2 separate regions of the Zea mays genome follow, and region 1 is linked to region 2. A link is a contact called in public Hi-C data. All regions are on one chromosome and are shown on one strand. Each heading gives the region's core, a stretch centred on a gene start, on an enhancer-like site or on the middle of the called end of the contact. The rest is flanking DNA. Distances are from core to core; before and after follow the strand shown. Region 1 overlaps LOC542682 (crs2 associated factor 2). Region 2 holds the start of LOC542347 (thylakoid assembly 1).

Region 1 (6,668 bases), core at 1,444-3,943, 810 kb before region 2:
GTCACTCAAAACTCATCTCAAATCTCTTTTATACCCAATATGTAAGGAAGGTTTGAAAAACAAAATCTACTTTCTATAAAATATATAGTGTTGTCATCAATTATCAAAAAGGGGGAGATTGTGAATCATCTAGGCCCTTAGTGGTGTTTTAGTAAGTAATGACAACTGCTTCTGGACTAACAGTTCTTGGAGAAATAAGAATGCATGTTTGGACAACAGGAAATAGGAAATCTTGGTGACTTATAACCATTGGATGTGGATCAAGTGAAGGCAAAGGTATAACATAGGTTTTGTTTTTGCCAATCATCAGGAGTTTAGAGAAGTAATTGACCGGATTAGTAGGCTAGATAGTCGTACTATTAAGAGGGGCCAATGAACTTGATCGGTGTAAAACTTCGTGCCTCATATAGCATAAACTATTGCATTTGCATGAGGATTAACAGCGCTTCGGTTTTAAAAAGTCAAAGTCTTTTGTTAAAACGCAAATGTAAATTTACTTAATTCTGTGGTAGTCGGACCGTCCGGGCCAGGAGTTCGGACCGTCTGCGACTCTGCCAGAGGTGTCTGCTGGCGCACATGTCTCTGTGTTCCTGTGTGGACCGTCCGGTCAAGGTCGTCGGACCGCCCACATGAGCCAAAATGAGATTGGGCAGGGACGATGTGTTTTTGAGTCATTGTACTACGGATTGCCTGGGGTTTTTACCGAGACAATATGTGGTCCAGGGGTGGATCGTCCGGCCATAGGACGCGGACCGTCCGCGTGTGTTGTTCAATTTGGTCAGTGCTCTGGCATTTCATATTGATAGGTCCCGGACCGTCCGGCCTAAGCTGGCGTACCATCTGAGCTTAACTTTTTCTGACAACACTGACAGATTTCAAACGGGCATTATAGTCATTACTAATACAGTGGACCGCCCGGCCATAGGACGCAGACCGTCTGCGTGTGCGCAGAACATGTGCTAGTTGCACATAACGACTAGCCTTGTGTTGGAGGCTATAAATTGAAGTGGAGCTCATGTATGAGGGTCCTCTTGGCCATTCCTAGCACACATTGAGCTTATTTGTGATCCTCTAACTCAAACTCTCACACTCGTCGCTTGAGATTGCATTCTAGTGAGTGATTGAGAGCTTCTAGTGCATTTGAATCCATCGTGATCTTTTGAGGCACTAGGTGGTATACCGGGCAAGCGTCATCGACTTGTTACTCTTGGAGGTTGCCGCCTCCTAGACAGCTCGGGTGTTGTCTCCGTCGAGCTCTCTGTGAAGATTGTGGGGGAGTTGCGGTGTTGATTGTGGGGGGTTCGCGCCTACCTCGCCGGAACGACAAAGACGACGCTAGTGGAATCGAGGTATTGAGTGAGTTCTTGTCCACTTGGCTAAAAAATCAAGTCGTGTCTTGATAGAGGAGCAAGTGAGAGCTTGAATTCCACCTCAACATGAATTAGGTGTGATCGGCAAATCACCGATACCACGGGATAAATTTCGATATCATTCTCCCACTATTTACTCATTACTTGCAAGTAGTTAATTATTTATGTATTATCTATCATTTGTAGTATTGACGTAAATTGCTCATCATATTTTGTTAGCCTATCAAAGCTAGGAAATTTATATCTCTTATTGTTTTGATTAAATTTCTCAAGTGTCTTTGATTTTAGTTAAAACTGTCTATTTATCCTCTCTAGCCGGTATCATAGATCCTATAGTTATATATTAAAGGCCCCTTTGGTAGGGCTTATTTTTCAGCTTCGGCTCTGGCTCATGCAAAAGTTGTGCCAAACACCTCTTTTTCAAATGGCTTCATCAGTGAAGTGCTTTTCCAAAATGAACTAGAGGGCATGAGCCAAAAAAGTGGCTCACCTGGCTTCAACTCACGTCATTTTTGCACAATAGCCCTCCCACCAGTCCAAATTATTTTTTTGGTCCTGCTCTCAATCCCTAGCCACGCACAATAGCCCTCCCACCAGTCCAAACTATACAAGGGTCTTTCTGAAAAACAACCTATAAGCCGTTTTGCCAAATGATTTTTCAGAATGGCTTTGGCTCATCTAAAGAAGTGGCTTCACCTCGTGAGCCAGAGCCAAAGCCGTTTTTGGAGAAGCCAGAGCCCTGCCAAAGGAGCCCTAAGTTGTATGCATCAACGAATTGAACCCAAAAATTTAAGCTGACAGATAAAGATGAATAATTTATTTATATTATATTCCAAGCGTCTTCACCCCCTCTAACATAATAAACCCATTCCATTTCTCTAATCTAGAACCAAACACGCGCCATGGGGTAAGCAGCCGTTCAAGTCCAACGGCGGCGAGCGAGGTACCGTGGTGGGGCCGGGCTGGCGCCGGATCTGGTGCAGAGGAAGCGAGCGCGCCAGGTGACGACAGCGCCACAGCGGCAGGTGAACAAGCAGCCATGGAGCAGGCGCACAGCTGCCTGCGCATCCTGGGCCGTTCTGCGCATCCGCGATCCCACCCACCACGACTGACTGTCATTCACGAACCTTCCCTTTGACGCTTTGTCCCATTGGTTGGTTATTCGAGTAGTGCTGAGTGCTGACTGCTGACTGCTGACGAAGAAAATGCAAAATTAAGGCAAGGGGGAAAAAACACAGCTGGCGATTGGACCATAGGGGCGTGGAACATGCAGGCTTGGTGTGGTGTGGCGTGGACGTGCCTACGCCATCTCGCATTCTCGGTAGCCCCAGCGACGTGTGAAGTGTGATGCGCGTGAGAGTGCGAGGCACGCGAGTACGAGGAAGCTGAAGGAAGCCACGAAGGCGGCCACATTCACCCAGCCGACCGACGCATGCGCACGTACACGTCAGTTTGGCACAGATCCACGGCGGGGCTGAAAGTGAAATGACGGGCGTCAGCTCCCGCTATCCCTCCCGACCGACTAGCTAGTCTGTGTTCTCTTCTCGCTTAAAACTTGAGGGGTGTGCTCCCTTCTCGTTGGCTTCGTCACACACAGCAGAATTGGTAAAAGCTGCTCCTGTTTTTATTTGATTAGCGAAGTTAAAAGCAGATCTGAAAAAGTTACAACAGAGTAGTGCTAGACAGACCATTATTAATAATACGTGCTAGAATCTTTTGTCTCCTTGTACGGTGCTTGTGTCATTATCTATTCGTTTTATTGGTTGCCCGCATAATCTCATCCTAAATTATTACGTGTGTTGACTTTGTCTGAGCATATATTTGATTACTTGTATCTAAAAGACGTAGGATGTACGAGTGAATACAAAATAAGTTATTCTAAGGTTCATCTACTTGTACGCCAAAGTTACTGTAACTAGCCGGCCTGCTGTGCGCGAGCCTGGCAGCGGGTGTCCCATGAACCAATCACGTGGTATGTGATTAGTTTCTGGGCTCGTGGGTGGCCTAGACGGCTAGTGAAGCTTCGTTCCCGTGTCTCTACACATGCAGCCGGGTAGGCACTTTTTCACGCGTGTTGTGCATCTGAGTGTAGGCTGGTCTTGCGCGCTTGTAGACAACTATTCAGACGCACAGTCAACTGGACGCGGTGGACCAGGGTGCATTCCGCGGAACAACCAATCACGTGGTACTTGATGCTCCCTTCCGCCAGTCCACCACTATCGTAGTTTTTTTGGGTTACACCTTCTAAATCCTTTGGAAAAAAAGGTTAGAGCATCTGCAAAATTCAGGGTTTTTTTAACTCCAAGCATTCCCGCGGTGTCTAATTGGCTACTAATCGCACATCAAGGCTAAAATACAGTCGCTCGGTCCATCTTTCATCCTATTTACTTCTTGCGTCTTAAAATAGTAATGATTTTAACTCTAAATTTTTATATCCATATTCATATAGATAATTATGAATATATATATATATATATATATATATATATATATATATATATAATATTAATTATTGTATGAATCTAATAAAAAGATAAAACGAATTTTAATTTGATAAGGAGGAAGTATATGGTAGTTGGAAGATGTTTGATATCGTTCCGCTCCATGTTTTCTTAGCTGAACAGGTTGAACTCCACAACTCTGCTCCAGGAAAAAAAAGTGAAGATGTGAGGGCAAGGGTGCTCCATAAACTCTATATTTTCTTATGGAACTACACGGTGAAGTTTATGGAGCAGAATTTACGACAGTCTCAACATCTATTAATACATGGTAAACTTTCTCTGTTTTTTTTTTGTCTAAACCAACTGTAAACTTACGCTTGTCTGTTCTCTTCTCCACGTCAGCGTTCAGTTCACTTGGATCCCTTTAATATTCTATAAATGCACTCAAAGACGATGCTTTAATTAATTTCACCAAGGTAGCTTTCTTGAATCCTCTTTGGTGCGTTTTCCCCATCTTTTTTCTGAACCATAGACCGATTCTTTATTTTCAAAAATATTCAGAAAATGCAGAAGTATAAATTACTATAGAGTTTATAGACTTCTGACACTGCTAGCTCCGCATCTTTTTGGAGCATGGCACAATACTTTTTTTTTTGGTAAACACAGTATAAATGCAGATATTCATATACATGCAAGCGCACTCATTGACGATGGCAAACGAGACGTGTTATCCGTTGGTGCGTTTGCCAAATGCATGGCGCACTTGCATACTACAGTTAGTTTCTTTACATCACGTTTGCTACCAAATCGCAGGAAATTCTCGGATCTTGAGATTATCACCAGACTGAGGGTCCGGAGGAACGTAGATAATGCATCACACGATCCGAGATTGCAATCTGACCATCAGTAGTTATCCCAGTGGACAGAACGAACTGCTCGCTGTACTTCACTCACTGTTCAGCCGCTCTATCATGCTGTCAATAGGCAGCGATCCCAATGGCACAGATGACTCCAGACGCTCAAACATGTCGACATCAAAATGTTCATCGTCACGGAGATCAGGTGACTGCTCCAGCTGGCCCTCTTCGTTTCCAGCAACGCTTGTTTCAGGCTCGTCATTCATGTACTCTGCACTTAGAGAGTCGGTGCTCGCATCACCATTGGTCACAAGCAGAGCAGGAAATGAGTGCTCCACCGCCTGAGATGTCACGCTGAACTCCTCAACCAGAGTCAGGAGCGAATCGGGTGTGAGATTATTTGCTTCGGCGTCATCCAGCAGCAATGCCAGAGACGAGTCCACCGCACTCTTCCATAATTTGAACATTTTGGGTCTCAATACTTCTCTTATCGCAACTTGAGTGTTGGCATCACTAACTTCATCTGTATATGCAAAAAAAAAGTTGCTTTGTTATTTTGATCCAGGAAGTGCAACCAATAATATTGAATTAAAAACGGAGGTACTGGTCTTTTCCAAGTAACCAACAAAAAAAGGCAGCTATATTCTCCATGCAACACATTTGAGTGTATGTTTGAGCAAAATTATGCATATGATAAATGAGTGCAGGAAGAGATTACAAAATGAGGAGCTCATAAAAATCCAATCACAAAAACTGCTATCATAAATAAAAATAAGCATGGATAAAAAAAGGCGCCTAATCGCGATTAGGGCGACGATTAGGACGCCTAATCGGTCCTCTGTCTATTGACTAGAGCTGTAGAGCAGACAGAAGTCATGAATGTGATGGTAAGAACCATGAAGGCAAGAACTAGAGACTGCGGACATACTGATAATAAGATAGAAAGGGGGGAGGAGGGGAGCTCATCTTGTCCGTCGTAAGTTGTCACTGGTGCTGGTCTGGAGCCAACGCCGGTGACCTAGAGACGCCGGAAGTGGGTGCAGAGCCGGTGCGGGTGAACTGCAGCAGACGTCGGCTACTGCACTGGACAACCGCCGGTGACTGCACTAGACCCTAGCCGCCACTAAACCCTAGCCGCCACGGGTTGGAGAGGGGCGCAGACAGGGTTTGGTGAGGGGAGGCAAGCTGTTTATGTGACTGTAGATGGGCCGTAAAAACAATAAAGCCCAATAGTAAACCCTAGCCGCCAATGGACGACCAGAAACCCTCTAATCGGACGCCTAATCGACGATCTGGACGCCTAATCGGACGATCTGGACGACTAGAAAGTCTGATCGAGTCGTCCGGCTAATCAGCCACTTTCAGGCGACCAGCCCGACTAATCGCGATTAGTCGGACGACTTGTAAACAGAGGCACGGCCATATGGGTAAGCTGCTGACAGCTGTAGGCGGTTTAAAAGTTAAGAAAGCATACCTGAACTATTCATGACAGATGTCATTGCCAGATTATTCTTTGGAACTTTTGGAATGAGAGTAAGAGGCTTCGAGTATCTGGATTTCCATTCTTTGCCTCTGTGCATCAATATCTGCTCATCATCAAATGATAAAAGAACACAGGGAACAAGATCCTGCATATATAGAACTAAGCAAATTTAGCTTCCACTACAAGTAATGAAATGAAAACTGAGAAATTCATGAGGGTGAACAGAACCCTTAGTTTCGCTCCAATCTTTTTGTAGTCACTTGGATTCAAACCCTCACAGTCAATCTTCACCAGGTCACTTCCTTCAAAAGCATCTCGCACATCCTTGACAAGAGTGATGTATATTCCATTTTTGGCTAAAAGAGAGTACAAGATAAAATACGCCATCAGTAGCATGTGTCGTTCTTTGTACCTTAAATACAGAGTAAAAAACAAGCAATCCTTCAAGTGAGCAGTTTTGACAATCAGTTTAGCACTATGACTGAAGCTGCAGCTGCACAGTGGTGCATAGGTGTAC
Region 2 (6,170 bases), core at 3,258-5,757:
AAAATCGGGTCAGGCCGTCTAAGCCCGTGGGCTCGATTTCTTGTCCGAGCCCGGCCCGCAGCGGGCCTAAATGGGCCGGCCCGGCCCTTTTAGCATGAAAAAATGGGCCGAAAAGCGAGCTAAGCGGGCCGAAAAGCGAGCTAAGCGGGCCGATAAGCACATTTTAGTGTAAAAAGCGGGCTTAACGGGATTAGAGGTAAACGGGCCGTGTCGGGCTAGCCCACCGTGCCTAGTTTCCTGTCCGAGCCCGGCCCGCTTATTCGTGCCGGGCTGGCCCGGGCCCACATAAAATCGGGCCGTGCCGGGCTCAGACCGGGCCTAAACAGTGGGCTTTGTGTCAGGCTCACGGGCCTCGTGCTTATTGGCCATCTATACATACAAGGGGAGAAATCAGCAACAACATAGAAAAGTAAACCACATGGTGTCGAGTCAGGCCAGAGAACCGTAGTAGCTTCCAGTAGTTGCAGTGGTGTTAAACAACTTTCGTGGCTGCAGAGGCAACCTCGGGCTGGGGCCACTGTGCAGCGACAACTGTAGCTTGGCAGTGGCGTTGGAGGAATACTCAGAGCTGCATTGAGCCAACAGGACAGTATATGCATGAACTGGACCTACAGAGTATGCAGAGAATTGGACCTTAAAAGCATTCCTACTTGGTTACAAATTACAATGCAATAGTTGGTTCTGATGGAGAAGACAGTCTCATGTCTAGCTACATGTCCGTACCTTGAATGATAACATCTTCTTCTTCAGCTCACCATTCCTCTAAACCATATTGTCGCACATGTCCTGAAAATAAAAGCAAGATAGTCTCTACAAATTTAGCAAGCAAAAATAGCAAAGTCATAGCTTGACCATAAAGTATCTCAGGAATCTACTGAGTTCGAAACAGGCCCGAGGAATGTGTATCACTGAAGACAAATTAGTAGGCACAATTTCTCAGTTTTCATTTTGTTTGAACTTGAAGTTAGCTCCTAGATTTTTCCTAGCACAGAAAATAAAGGACGCATATGCATATTCAAATATACATAAACCTGCATCTCAGTGAAATTACACATCTTGCTCAGTTCTAACTCAGAAGATGGGGCAAAGGTGCCATCTTTTTTCGAAAAAGAAGGGTACAATAATATAGAAGTAGTGAGAGGGTAAAGAAGGTGCTCTTTTGCACTCCAATGAGCTGTAAGCTCTTTCTGCATCGAAGTTTTCAGCCAATTCACAGTTAATTGGGCCTGATGCATCTTACTAATTTCAGCCAATTCAGACCTCGACTTTTCACTCTCCCTCTTCACTCTCTATAAATCCCTCGCTGCTTCTTCCTAACAATAGATTGTTTTAAGCACAACAACAATATATATAACTAACTATAATTCATTAACAAGCTCAGACATGCATACCTTTGCTCGCCTCTCATTCACAATCATGTTTTTATATCTCTCAAATCAAGTTGGATCTAAGCAAACACTTTCAGTGCTTTAGTACGCCTCTTCTCAACACCTTCCTTTTTGAGCCTCAATATCATTTATCCATTTAGTTGGGACTTTAATTTATTTATCAAAACTCTTGATCGTCTCACGTACATCTACCTCCTCATTGTCCGCAAGGGGCATACTTTCAGAAGTTTTTCTTTGGTTATCATCCATCTGATAGCAACAAGAACCCAAATGAAGAAAGTAGAAGAATAATTACAGAATAGATCAACATGATGACATCTGACGATTAGAGTTAGAAAATTGTGCTTTTGACCATTGTCCTTTGGATAGTAGCTACAAATTTGTGGAATCACCGCACGAGTTGGTATTGATAAAGTGGTGGTAGACAGAACTGGCATAAACTAAAATGGATTATCCACAACTAAAAAACAAGGAACCAAATGAAAAAAGTAGAAGAATAATTACATAATAGATCAACATAATGACATCTAACGGTTAGAGTTAGGAAATTATGGTTTTGACCATTGTCCTTTGGATAGTAGCTACAAATCCGTGGAATCACCGCACAAGTTGGTATTGATAAACTGGCGGTAGACAGAACTGGCATAAACTATGTCACTCCAGTGGATTATCCATAACTAAAAAGAAACGTACAAGCAAGGGAATACGATGAAGCATCATGCATGCTTATGCACATCAGCAGATGCTATATGCTATTAAAGACACATCGATACAAACCAGAGATGCATAGTACTTATCAACGATGGCTTGTATTAACAGAAAATACAAAGAACCTCTAGATTAGTAAATAACACCAAAGCACGACCCAACTAACTGACCATATGAGAAGGACAACCAGTAATATCATAAATGCAGTATCATCAATTGTAATTCAACCAGTAATGTATATTTTATATAGATTTAAGTATGAACGTGAAAAAATGTAATTCAAGCATAGCCAAGCAAAAGTGCAAAACCATGCACCATACATGATCAAAGGTCAATCAACAGTTATGATAACATCACGCTGTTTTACCATTATGACCTAGCACCACCTATATTCTCCTCAAATGAAACAAAAGTGAAGCTTGGACTTTGACAATGATTATTGATGGTACAACTACTATACTCAGTTAGCTCTTTTTAAAAAATATTATGCATAGGCAGCACACAACACAGTGAGAATATATATATATATATATATATATATATATATATATATATATATATATATATATATATATATATATATGCACTTTAGAAAAAGGCTAGCAAGCTCTATAGAACATGACTGCTGAAATAATGGCTAGCTGTGCAGGGAATGGCCAAACATCATATAAAAAACTAACCATAGAAATCTGAGACCAAATAAAACCTAACTGAAATGAAAAAATCACTTAACAATGTATGTGGCTCGGTTAGAGATTTGGAGAGGAGAAATCCAGGATCCAGGAAACAAGCGAGGCTGCGAGGAGCGAGACCACGACACTGCAGACCTTAAAACTTCAAAAGCTCGCTTCCATCTCCAAGAAGCTTGCAAGGCAAAAGACATTTCAGAAGCGAGCTGCATTAGCAGACTAAAACAGAGCAATAGCAACAACTAGCAGATGGGAAGGGAACAAAATAGCAAGAGATGGAACATGTTCACTACCCCGAGGATCAGCTCGTACTCCCGCGCCAGCCTCCTGCGCCCGGCGTGTGGCTATCTCCCTTCGCGCGGCGACCATGGGCGACCCGGCCGGCACCCGTAAACCACTAATGCCATTGCCTTCCCCTTTTCCCGCTAGCCGTAATGTGGAGGTCGTGACATCGAACGCCCCCGCTGCGTGCGCCACTGGAAGGGCAGGAGCAGGGCCAGCGACTAGAGCATGGCGAGGAGCTGGCGTAGCACGAGTAGTGCCATCTTTGCAATCGCTGCCTCTGCCTCCTATCCCTTCGTCTCCCAATTGGGATGAACATGTTCCAATTGGGATGAGGACCGAACTGTGTGTGCGCGGGGATGGCGCACCCAATTGGGATGAGGACCGGACTGCGGACTTCCGGCCGGGTGGGTGGGGGTGGGGATCTAGAAGCTTGGAGAGATTGGCTGGTCGTATGGAGTTGGAAGCTTAACAGCAGCGTTGGTCGGGGGGCGGGGGCATCGCGGAATGGAGAGGCTAGCTAGGAGACAGTTGGTGTGTGATCTAACGACTGAAAAAATAAAAGGACGACGTGGACCGGCTTGGAGGCCGCGTTTCGAACCGGCTTTCATATAACGCCCCGTTTGGATCATTGGAATTGAATTCTATTCTAATAATAGTAATTTAGGCATATATGAATAAAGATAATTCGATTTTATACAAAATATATTTGTATACTATTATTAGCAAGATGTCAGAGATATTTATGTGCTACATTTTTACTATAGAGGAGTGAGACGAAGAGTGTCATGTAAGTCAGAGTAGAAACAAATTCTACTAATGCATAAAATCATTTCCCATCCTCCACCCCATGAATTTGAGATGGACTTATATATGAACTTTGAAAAGTGGTGGAATGTCAAATTCCAAACTAAATAAGTTACTTTATTGAGTGAATTCCAATTCCTCTAAAATGAAGGCATCCAAACGCCCCGTTAGAGAAATGCTACACCAATTCCATTCTGTTTATGAACAGGTGCTACAGCTGAAAGAAGATCATTGTTTTTTCCTTACGGGGCGTTTGGATCACTTCATTTTAGAGGAATTGTAATTTACTCAATAAAATAACTTATTTAGTTTGGAATTTGATATTCCACCACTTTCCAAAGTTCAAATATTAGTCTATCTCAAATTCATGGGATGGGGGATGAGAAATAATTTTATACAGTAGTAGAATTTGTTTCTACTCTGTAACTTACGTGACATTCTTCGTCTCACTCCTCTATAGTAAAAATATAACATATAAATATCTCCGACATCTTGCTAATAATAATATACAAATATATTTTGTATAAAACTGAATTAACTTAATTGATATATGTCTAAATTACTATTATTAGAATGAAATTCAATTTCAAACGGGGCGTTATTGAAATGAGGGGCAATTTTGAAATGAGCCTATAGTACGCTAGTGGATGCCCGGCTCTGCCTGGTGCGGCCAAGATACATTTGGGCTTAAACTGAATATGGGTTCGGTCGTCGGCCCACCTAGTTCCTTATCCGTCGTCTCCTACGCCTCCATCCACACTCCACAGCCACGCCACAGTCGTTGCCCACCACCCAGAGCACGCGGCGGCTTGTCGCCGTGCGCGCCGCCACCATCACCACACGAGGCGCCGGAGAAAGACATCAAGCGCACGCCCATGGCCATGACTCCTCACGCCTCGGCGGCCACCGTAGCCGTTACCCCTGCGTTGCGCTTTCCCCACACTTTGTCTGCCACGGGCCTCTCCTCACCGCCTCTGGCTGGGGGCTGCGGCGGCTGCCGGGTTCGGTTCCGGCCCAGCCAGCGCGGCCGAGGCACGCAGGGGCGGCGAGGTGGCTCTCACGTGTCGCGCGTGGGGGGCCTGCTGGGCACCGTATTCGGCGGGGGCGGCCGCGACGACGGGGAGGCCACGCGGAAGAAGTACGCAGACACCGTGGCGCGTATCAACTCCATGGAGCTCGAGGTCTCCGCGCTCTCAGACGCTGATTTGCGTGCACGCACCGCTGCGCTCCAGGACCGTGCTCGCTCCGGGGAATCCCTGGATTCCCTTCTCCCCGTACGTACCCAAATATATAACGGGCACTCGTATCCTTTCACTACAGTGTGTCGAATCTAAAATGATTAAATGAACTTTATTAGTGACTACACTAAAATGTTACAGTCTGTGATCATGAGAATGGCGTTTTCAGGAAGAACTAGGAAAACCATAGCCTTCATTTTAATTTGATTCTCTGAGTGACTACAGTATATTAGTATCTAAACAACTTCATCTTCAATTTACTCTCGTATCAGATTGCAGATAATAGAAACAAGGCTGCAAACATTTCGTTTTGCATCTGGATAATGCTTAACATGTATAATTTTGGAGCTTCATCTGAGACTAATCAATTCACTGTCCAGAGTGTATGTACAATTAGTGAACCAACCAAGAACTGAATTCTCTCATCAAAGTTATGAAAGAAATCTATGATGTACCAAGGCACAAACAAATAGACTAACTCATTGTTCCTTTTCATTAGCCACTTTAAGATGATCTAAGATATGTTAAATCATGACTCCTGTAGAATGACATCTCAATTTTTCATGGTGGAATCTGTGTCATCATTTGTGCAGGAAGCATTTGCTGTTGTGAGGGAGGCTTCCAAGAGAGTTCTAGGCCTCCGGCCCTTTGATGTGCAGTTGATTGGTGGTATGGTTCTGCACAAGGGGGAGATTGCTGAAATGAAGACCGGAGAGGGGAAGACTCTTGTGGCCATTCTGCCAGCATACTTAAATGCTTTGAGTGGGAAAGGAGTGCATGTTGTCACTGTAAATGATTATCTCGCAAGACGTGATTGTGAGTGGGTTGGTCAAGTCCCCCGATTTCTAGGACTGCAGGTTGGCTTAATTCAACGTATGTCATCACATCACATTATTCATTCCTGTTGGTTGTGCCGTCTCCAGTTGTGCATATTCTTCAGCTTCCACATTAATATTGAAAATATTAATTGGTCCCTTACTTACCAATTTAAGCTCTAGCACTTGAATGATTCATGAAAGTACTGATATGTATATATATGAAACTAATGGCACATAACC

The links. A called contact is a pair of places that touch in the nucleus more often than the background predicts.
Region 1: a Hi-C map of ear shows a contact between it and region 2, with 2.3 times the contacts expected there. The contact joins the enhancer-like site here to the promoter of LOC542347 in region 2. A contact is called at or near these places in 2 of 25 Hi-C or Micro-C datasets (ear and tassel).

Annotation. Positions count from the first base shown.
Region 1 is chr3:59,414,761-59,421,428 of Zm-B73-REFERENCE-NAM-5.0, reverse strand. It overlaps LOC542682 (crs2 associated factor 2), which reads right to left. Exons shown (of 6, transcript NM_001112199.2): 4 at 6,380-6,507; 5 at 6,143-6,296; 6 at 4,414-5,191. The coding sequence ends at 4,758. Among protein-coding and RNA genes, the nearest start is that of LOC542682, 13 kb to the right of the region's middle. Within about 2 kb of position 2,693, at least 19 of the 20 cell types and tissues checked have an H3K27ac peak or open chromatin away from gene starts, as enhancers often do. A contact at or near this core is called in ear and tassel, where this site is marked.
Region 2 is chr3:58,606,303-58,612,472 of Zm-B73-REFERENCE-NAM-5.0, reverse strand. It overlaps LOC542347 (thylakoid assembly 1), which reads left to right and starts at 4,507. Exons shown (of 20, transcript XR_002268001.3): 1 at 4,507-5,148; 2 at 5,706-5,985.